Linked DNA regions of Ovis aries: all the other regions are linked to region 1. Evidence: chromatin contacts called from public Hi-C data. All regions are on one chromosome and are shown on one strand. The core of a region is the stretch at or near the end of the contact, and the rest is flanking DNA. Distances in the headings are between cores, read along the strand shown. Region 1 overlaps CDK19 (cyclin dependent kinase 19). Region 2 has its middle 30 kb from the start of SLC22A16. Region 3 holds the start of CDK19 (cyclin dependent kinase 19).

Region 1 (3,208 bases), core at 359-2,858:
TAGTAAACAAAAATAATACCATATTGCTAAATAATGAAGTGTATTTTGGCATGTGTGTAATTTTTTTTTTTTTTGACTAGAGGAAAAGCTTCTAGGGAAGCAGGAATACTGTTTATATCCACTCCAACATAGTATGTGCTCAATTTGACAAAAGGCGGAAAGATGTTTAACAATCCCTAGCTAATTTACCCATGCCAAGAGCCTGAGACAGGTTTTTCAGAAGAGTAGAGAGCATAACAGAATGAGTCTCACACCCACTGATAAAACTGGTATAGAAAAGAGGCCCTATAAAAAGAGAAAAGACTAGGCCTTTCACAAAGCAGAAGCTTCAAGCTGGACTCTGATAATAAGAAGGAAAGATAGACCATATCAGCAAGTGAAAACTTAGTTCTTGGCCCATAACAGGCAGTTGCTTGATAAAATATTAAGCAACAATAACATTAGCTGCTCAAGGTGGAAGTCTTCTAAATATGCCCGCCTCACACCGTCCTTAACCAGGGTTCAGACTTAATAGGTATAAACACACTCAATTTGTTAAATACTTCAAATGCCTTTTAAATGTAAAGCTCCGTGGAAAATACACAAAGGAAGAGGGGACAAAGCTTGTACTGAATAATTTCTATGTGCAAGGTGATTTTATGTACTTGTTTTTTCTCTCACTTAATCCTTCCAACAACCCTACGATGCACACAGAAGCTCGGGTTCAGTGTTAAAAAGTAACTTGACCAAAGTCAAACACTAGAAAGAGAAGAGGTTTGGATTTAAATAGTTCTGCCTGATTCCAAAGTCCATGCTTTTTCCAGTTCAGATAAAGTCCTTGTCATCTGTTCCCACAATGCAGAAGGGAAGACAGACATACAAACAGATGAACGAGGCAGAGAAAAATATTAAATTAGAGAGTTTGACTTTATTAAATGTCTATCCAGAATATGTCCTCTTTCCTGCCTGCAGGGGAAGGAAAGGTAAAACTCACTTCTACACCTAAACCAAGCTCCCAAAACACCAAACACTGGCACAGACCCCTGAACCCTGGACTCCACCTGTCTGGGAGAGGGCATGTCACACGTAGCAGTATTTAATCAACACCTCTAGAAAGTTAGGCTTTTTTGTGACTACAAATTACTGATCTCTCTACAGTGACTCCACCTTAAGTTCCATGTTGAAACATTATTTGGAATAGGTAATACATCTAATACATCTACACAGTTCAAAACTCAAATGTGCGTTAAAGGAAACACATTGAAATGCCTCATCACCACTCCGTCCCCCAGGGACCACAGGCTGGCCTCCCTCCTAGAAGGAACTTTTTTTAGTTGCTTGGTGAGTCTTCCAACCATTTATGCAAATGAAAGCAAGTGAATATTTACACAAAAGATAGCACTTATGTTTTACTTGCTTGTAAATCTTTCATTATCCAGCACAGTATTAGCTTATAGGAACCTTTCTGGTTCTTTCTTACAACTCCAAGGTATTTCCAGGTCACTTTTTTGTGGTAAAATAGACATAAAAGTTACCATTCTGACTATTTTTAAGTATGTAGCTCAGAGGCATTAAGTACACTGTGTTCCAGAACCACCCCTCGATCCCTCCTCTAGAGCCTTTCATCATCACAGACTGGCGCTCTGCCCATGCCACGGTATCTCCCATTCCCATCTCCTCCCGTTCTGCTTTCTGTCTCTAGAAATCTGATGATGCCAAGTACTTCATATAAATGCAGTTGTTCAATATTTGTTCTTTTGTGTCTGGCTTCCTTCACTTCACGTGTCTTCAAGATTCATCCATGTTGTGTGGATGTATCCACGTAGGAAAGAATTCCCTTTCTTTTTAAGGGTATGTATTAATAATATTTCATTGTATGCATATACCATATTTGCTTATTCATTCATCCCTCCCATCATCCTATGGACATTTGGGTTGATTTCACCCTTGGTTATTATGAATAACACTGCCTTGAAGACCGATGTACAAACATCTATTGACTCCTTGCTTTCAATTTTTAAAATATACCCAAAAAGTAGAATTGCTGGATCCGATAGTAATCTTATATTTGATTTTTTTTTAGCAACTGCCATTCAGGTTACCTTTTCTATGAAATACACGAGGGAAGAGTGTAAAGTTTGCAACACCATGCATTTACTAGAAAATTTCCCCTAATCCCCAAAATTGCCCTGTATAGCAATATACACTTGCAATTTCTGCATACCTATTATACTTTTTCTACCCTTCTGGTCTTTTTTTTTTTTTTGGCAGGGGGAATGTGACATGGTATTTGGGATCTTAGTTCCCTGACTGGGGACTGAACCCAAAACCACTGCAATGAAAGTGTGTAGTCCTAAACACTGTACCACCAGAGAATTCCAACCCTACAGGTCTTTATAAATCACTAAATATCTGTGTGAAGGCAAGCAGAGAGTAAGAAATAGCAAACTATGTTTGTTTTATTCCCTCTCCTAATTCATTTTTCACTCAACAATCAGAAATGGTGTTTGGTGTTTCGAAATGCAGACTACAAGCATAAAAAAAGAAGGAAATTTTGCCATTTGCAGCAACGTGGCTGGACCTGGAGGACATTATGCTAAGTGAAATAGGTCAGAGGAAGACAAATACTGTATGCATCGCTTACATGTGGAATCTAAAAAATACAGCAAACTAGTGAGCAGAACAAAAAGAAGCAGACTCACAGGTAAAGAGAACAAACTAGTGGTAGCCAGTGGAGGGGGGCGGTCAATATAGGGATACGGGATTAAGAGGCACAAATTGCTAGGTGCAAATGAAGCTACAAGGAGGTACTGAACAACATGGAGGATGCAGCCAAAATTTTATAATGACTATAAATGGAGTATAACCTTTTAAAATTGTGAATCACTATACTGTACACTGGTAACCTATATAATATTGTACGTCAGCTATACAGTAATAAAAAAAAATACAAAACTGATCATCTCTGTCACTAGGGACAGAACTGAGGAATTAAAGCAAGCAGTAAGGCAAAGGCCACATAATGAGGATGCTTGCAGGCCATGCCGAAGTGTCCCCAGTGAGGTTCTCCAGGATCACTAGAAGCATGCTGGGTGCAGTGGGTTAGGGGAGAAGCCAGCTGATAGAAAAGGTACCACGCTGTGACCTTCTTCTGTGCGTGTCTGATGGCTGGGCCGCTGAACAAGCGACTGTGAGGGTGATGGAGTTTAGGATGACTCAGATATGACTT
Region 2 (3,208 bases), core at 516-3,015, 120 kb before region 1:
TTGTTTAGTTGACTTTTCTTTTCCTCTCATATTCTATGTCTGAACATCAGCAGGTCATGTTACCTTTACCTCCAAAGTGTACCTCATTCCAAACACTTGTCACCACCATTCACCATTCTTGGTGGCACTAAGCCACTTAACCACTCATCTGGACTATCACAGTGGCCTCCCAACCAGTCTCCCTGCTTTTAGACCCAAGTCTGTTCTTAGCACAACAGCCAGTGTGATCTTTTGAAAATACGAGGACTGCTGCCCTCGAGAAACTCTCACACGAGGACATGGACTAGAAATTCTATTGTTTGTTACAGAGAAAAATTGGAAGCAACCTGTCAGTGGGTAAACTGTGTCATATTCCTGCTGTGGAAAACTATGCAACAGGAGGGAAGTGAATTAGATTAATGTAGGAGATATGGAGAGACCTTGAAAACATTTTGCTATGAGAAAAAAGCAATTTAGGAAAGGACTTAAATAAGTTATGGTGCATCTAGTCAAGGGAATATTAGGCAGTCATTAATAATGAATAAGTAGAACAATATGTACTAAATAGAAGTTCAAGATATAATGTGAAAAAGTGGATAGGATTCTTTTTGTCTAATATGAATGTCTTTTAATAAAAGGTATACATGTATGCGCTCAGCCATGTCTGACTCTTTGAGATCCTTTTAGACTGCAGTCCACCAGGCTCCTCTGTCCATGGGATATTTCAGGCAAGAATGCAGAAGTGGGTTGCCATTTTCTCCTCTAGGGGATCTTCCCGACCCAGGGATGAAACCCACATCTCCTGTGTCTCCTGCATTGCAGGCAGAGTCTTTACCGCTGAGCCCTCAGGGAAGCCCGAATACGTCTGCCTAAACATATACAGAATATTTACACAAGAAACTGACAGATTGGTTTCTCCTGAGAAATAGAACATGGGGTTTAGGTCAGAAAGGAGATGTTTATTTTTCACCTAACATTCTTGGGTGCTGCAAAATTTTGATCATGATTATATGTATGTGTTCATGCAAAAAGACACACACATACTTACATACATGTTTCCTTCTGGCATCTTAAGCTTTGCTGGTTGGTTTATGATTTTACTCATATATAAAACTTTACTGGAAATCTTTATTGGTAATGAAGAGTGAGGTTAGGGATACTACATTCTTCCAAATGACTGCCAATTGTCTCAAGCCCATCTACTGACTAATGCATTTTTTTCCTCCACTGACCAAATGCTACCTTTACTATCTACATTTCTGTTGCTACTATTTTCATTATTTCCCCCATCAGCAAGTTTTAAAAACTCAAGTAAATTACTAGTTCAGAATTTTTTCCTTGGATCTGTGCTACATGCTTATAGAACATAATACTGGCCCAAATCAGGGTACATACGTATATGTACTACATCTGTGGTGTATTAATTTGTTTTAATAAAAATGTGCCCCAATCTGTGAAGACATTTCAGCATAAATATTGGTCTTTTAAGAAAAGACCAATTGGTTTTTTAAGAAAACTTAAAAATGACAAGAGGGGAGATCCTCTGTTTCTTTGATAGCCGTGTTATTAATCCTAAGAAACCATGCCTGTTGTGCTTCTTCCTGCCTACGTGTGTTCAGCCCAGCTCTGTGGGTGTGTAACTGTGTGTTTAACAAGCACTCACCTGGATTTATGTAGTCATTTTGTATGAAACTGCCTCAGAACCAGCATGTGGTTAGGACTGCTCATCTCTCATTTAAATGCTGCTGCATAACACTGCCCAGCTGGGAGCTGGGGCTTAGCCCTAACAAGAGCTACCTTTAAGGGTTGAAAAGAACTTGGAAAAATTCAGGTTTATTGGGTTCTGAGCACTTATTTCTCTTCCTTCCAATATATTCAGAAGGCAAAGTCCTCCTCTATTTCTCCTACCTCTCCAAGTAAGAATTCCACGGACAGTGGAGCCTGGCGGCCTGCAGTCCCTGGGGTCACAAAGAGTCGGACACGATTGAGCAACTAACGCTTTCACTTTCCTGTCTCTGGCAGTATTGCACACTTGATTCCCTGGACGACTCTCTGCCTATAAAACAAAAAATGCCAGATGAAATTATTTAAATGTTTTATAATTTATCTAAAATGTATAACAAAATGTTAAATTGGGGGTTTGAGTAAGATGCAAAGATATGATAACTGTCTGGCACACCAATCAAGTTTTGGGACAGACCAGGATGAAGATGTTCAACACAGCAGGGCAGGAATACAACCCACACTGGAGACATAAAGCAGTCCGGTGATTCTCCACCTGGAGCTCCACTGAGTGGGCTGGTGGAAAGGGTTTCTTGGCAAGAATGGCTACTATCTTCCGAAGGTAATGGCACCTTCTTACGACCCTAAGAAGAGGAACGTCCAGGAAATCTCTCAAAGAGCTTGATAAGTGTCCCCTGAAATCGTGGGACATAGGTAAGTAATTTAGGGCTGAGGAAGCTCAAGGCAGAGGCTGTGGTACTTGTGGGGCAACAGGGCAAGAAAAGGAGGTGCTCTTGTATCGTGATGAACCTACTTTCTAAAGTTTACATGGAAACGCAAAGCACTTAGAATAGCCAAAAGTCTTTGAAAGACAGAGTTGAAGGAGTTTAAGAATTATTTATACAAATACTGGAATTTAAAAAATATATAACTACAGGAATTAAGACAGAGTACATTGGTGTAAAGGTAACTAGAACAACTGAACAGAAAGTTCAGAAATAGATTCTCATATGTACAGTCAGGTGTCCTTTGACAGAGATCCCAGGGCAATTCAGTGGGCAGAGGATAGTATTTTTAACAATTGATGATAGAATAGTTGGATTAGCCATATGAAAAAAAGAAATTGAAAGAAAAAAGAGAAAGATCCTTACCTCGCACCATCTATAAAAATTAACTGCAAATAGATTGAAGACCTAAACCTAAGAGTTAAAATTATAAAACTTCTAAAAGATAATTGTACTAGTTATCAATTGCAGAGCAACAACATTAACACCAACTTGCTACTGCTGCTTCTAAGTCACCTCAGTCGTGTCTGACTCTGTGTGACCCCAGAGACGGCAGCCCACCAGGCTCCCCCATCCCTGGGATTCTCCAGGCAAGAACACTGGAGTGGGTTGCCATTTCCTTCTCCAATGCATGAAAGTGACAAGTGAAAATGAAGTTGCTCAGTCGTGTCCGACTCCTAGCGACCCCATGGATTGCAGCCTAACAGGTTCCTCCGTCCATG
Region 3 (3,208 bases), core at 294-2,793, 110 kb after region 1:
AAATGTTCCTGGGCTCCCTAACTCTGGGGAAGGGGAATTCCTGCCAGGATGGGCCTTAAGGTGACGACTGACTTAAACCCACCCTTCTCAGGCAGGGAACTGGTTCCACCTGTCCCGGAGTACGAGCCTCGTGCCCTCCAGGACGAAGGACAGGCGTTTTTCAATATAACGTCCAGCTCTTCTTCTCCTAAGAGAACAATTAGTAAGAGCCTACTAAGGGGTCCCTAAAATTCTCTCTCACCGCCCAGGAAAACAAAGATTCAGGCCCAGCATTGTGTCACTCGAATTCCGTTCTGGATAATTTAGGTGCCCGAAAAACCTCAGCACGCAGTCGTCTGGCAGGGATGGAGTGGAGGACGTAAGAATACCCAAGGTGCGGCGAGATGAGGTACAAGAACGAACTAGGAAGTTCTGCCAGCAAAACGCGGTTCGTCTCTCAGAAGGTCCTACATTCGAGGGGAAGGTGCGGAACTGGAAATTGAGAATGGAAGAAAGAGAACTCGCAGCCTGGCGAAGCGGCGTGAAGAAGTGGCCGCCAGGCACACGACAGGGACAGAAGGGATCGCGCCGAGGACCACCAGGCTGGCTGACCCCTAGGGCCAAGGTGCCCAACGGCTCACACCGGTGAGGCTGGCGAGGACCCAGGTGCTCTGGGCCGCCCGACAGACTGCTCCGCGAGGTTTCAAACCGCCGCCCCCGGGAGGCGCTCAGCCGATTGGAAGTTCCACCACGACCGTCACCAGCAGCCCAGGGCCGGAGCGGCAACTCCTCGGCGGAGCTCTCCCAGCCCTCCGCGTCTCCCCTGGAGACCAGACACCCCTCCTCCCAAACTCCACCTCCAACCGAGGTCCCAACTCGAGTCCCGCCGCCAGCTCCTGGCACGCGGAGAGCGCCCTTCGGGACCAGACCTACGCCCCCCAACCAGGCTGCGCCGCGGGAGTTCGACGGGCGCGATGCTGGGGTCTGGCAAAACCCGCGTCCCTGAGAGTCTGCCCCGGGACGCAGCCCCGAGACCACCTCCGCCTCGCCCCCAGCCCGGGCACGGCCCGACTGGGCTTCGACCCACCCATCCCGCGAGGGCGCGAGCTAGCGAGGACCCGAGCAAGCCTTCTCCCCCCGCCCCTGCTCTTACCCATCTTTTCGCCTCGCCTTGTAGACGTGCCCGTAGGTGCCGCGTCCCACTTTGCACCCTTCGTACTCAAACAAATCCTCCACCCGCTCCCGCTCCGCCGCCAGCTTCGCCTTGAAATCATAATCCATTGTCTGCTTTCCCCATAGAGGCACCGGGACGCGGGGGCCGCCGCCGCTCAGTCCCTCCTCCTCCTCCTCCCCCCGCGACCGCCGCTCCACTTCTCCAACAGCCACCTCTCGGGCGCGCGCGCGCGCGCCGCCCGCCGCCCCGCGATTCGCCTTCAGCAAGGGACTTCTCGGCGGCCGCTGCAGCCACCTCCTCCACCTCCTCCTCCTCCGCGGCGGCGGCGGCGGCGGCAGCAGCTCCCGCAGGCACCCCCAGTCCCGCCTCCCCCCTTCATTTCCTTGTTTTGGAACCTGGTGGGCCGCGCCGCGGCTTCCTCGAGCTCATTAACGAATCAGCCCGCCCGCCCCGAAGTTGCGGAGACTCCCGGGAAATGTAGTTCCTTTGCCTCCGAGATGATTGAGTTTTGCGGCCAAAAGAAATACAACTCCCATGCTGACATGGGTCGCTATAGCCCCGCCTCCAGGAGGCACGCACGCCTGCGCACTGAGGCCGCCCCCACCTCAGGTAGCGCTGGACTGCCAGTTCCTGCGAAGGTAGAAAGCGCAAAGTTGCAGTGTGCTTTCTGCGAGTCTGTGGGAGCTGGTGGAAAGAAGGCCCTTGTTCTGATGTAAGGAAAGTACTCTATTAAAAATGTCCCCGGGCGAGAAGGAGAGCGGAAAGTATTTAACAAGCGCCTTGCCCAGGAGTTTGCTCCAGAGGTTTGCTAGGCAAGGACTGTGGCTAAGGCAGTTGTACTGAAGATTGTTGTTTGTTTTTTATGGCCATTGGCCCGCCTCTTGCCCCGCCCCATCCAACTGCTTATTGGCGAAGAAGAGAGAATGACGTCCTCGTTGATGCGTGGGTATCCCCTGGCTTTGGCTTCTTTCCGGCTCTTGATTGGTAATTGGATGTGCTCGATTCTTCCTGATAGGTTAATCTTTTTTCTTTACGATGCAAAAACCGTATTTCAAAAGCTGAACATTCAGCGGTTTCCTCGTTCTAGCGTCAACCAGAGAACTTTCGCGCCTCAGCAGCAAGTCTTCGTTTTCTTAGCATTCTAATCATGGTTTCTTCCTAGCATATATAGCCAAGGTTTTGGCCATCTGTCTAAGGACAATAAAAGTACCTGCGGGATGCAGCGTTTGAAAACAATCATTTGGGTTGGACGGTTGAGGGGTTTTGTTTTTTTATGATTTTTGCATAATAGTGACGTTTTCCTAGAATGTTCAAGAAAGTCTTGTGCATAAAATGTATCAGATGTTTGTGATACAATCTTAAACCTGGTTAGTGCTAGAATAGGACAATGGCACCCCACTCCAGTACTCTTGCCTGGAAAATCCCATGGATGGAGGAGCCTGGCAGGCTGCAGTCCTTGGGATCGCTAAGTCGGACATGACTGAGCAACTTCACTTTCACTTTTCACTTTCATGCATTGGAGAAGGAAATGGCAACCCACTCCAGTGTTCTTGCCTGGAGAATCCCAGGGATGGGGGAGCCTGGTGGGCTGCCGTCTCTGGGGTCGCACAGAGTCGGACACGACTGAAGCGACTTGGCAGCAGCAGGACTTACATAGAGCAGGAAACAATCAATTCCACCTGAAGTGGCAAGGAAAGTTAATAGTGACCTGCCTGCTAGGTTTTGGAGGAAACCTGGAGGGAGGAGGAAAGAGGACCGTTTATTTATTACAAAGTTTCCTGGGAAACTTACTCAGATCTTGATGTAAATCATGAAATATCTGAGTTTCTGTTGTTTCTCCGCACTATAATAAGTGCTGGAGATACCAGATGAAAACTGGTCTTTTCCATTGGGGACTAAAATGTATTGAAGTAATAAACATGCAAGCAAGTTAAAAACAAACTGGGTGGGTACAAAGAGCAATAGAATAGGAGGGAGGACTTCCGGAGGAGTTAGGATACACATCATGAAGAAGGTCGTTTTTTCAGCCAAAATTTGAAGAATCTTATTTGGAGG

The links. Hi-C and Micro-C count contacts between places; a contact is called where the count stands out from the background.
Region 2: a Hi-C map of liver shows a contact between it and region 1, with 3 times the contacts expected there. The contact joins two enhancer-like sites. A contact is called at or near these places in 3 of 16 Hi-C or Micro-C datasets (hypothalamus, liver and skin fibroblasts).
Region 3: a Hi-C map of liver shows a contact between it and region 1, with 2.8 times the contacts expected there. The contact joins the promoter of CDK19 here to the enhancer-like site in region 1. A contact is called at or near these places in 2 of 16 Hi-C or Micro-C datasets (liver and skin fibroblasts).

What each region holds. Positions count from the first base shown.
Region 1 is chr8:26,905,906-26,909,113 of ARS-UI_Ramb_v3.0, reverse strand. The region is part of intron 2 of CDK19 (cyclin dependent kinase 19); the gene reads right to left. Among named protein-coding and RNA genes, the nearest start is that of CDK19, 110 kb to the right of the region's middle. Within about 2 kb of position 1,608, at least 9 of the 54 cell types and tissues checked have an H3K27ac peak or open chromatin away from gene starts, as enhancers often do. A contact at or near this core is called in liver, where this site is marked.
Region 2 is chr8:27,026,723-27,029,930 of ARS-UI_Ramb_v3.0, reverse strand. No RefSeq gene overlaps it. Among named protein-coding and RNA genes, the nearest start is that of SLC22A16, 30 kb to the left of the region's middle. Within about 2 kb of position 1,765, at least 3 of the 54 cell types and tissues checked have an H3K27ac peak or open chromatin away from gene starts, as enhancers often do. A contact at or near this core is called in liver, where this site is marked.
Region 3 is chr8:26,792,170-26,795,377 of ARS-UI_Ramb_v3.0, reverse strand. CDK19 (cyclin dependent kinase 19) reads right to left here and starts at 1,543. Exons shown (of 13, transcript XM_004011205.5): 1 at 1,133-1,543. The coding sequence starts at 1,260.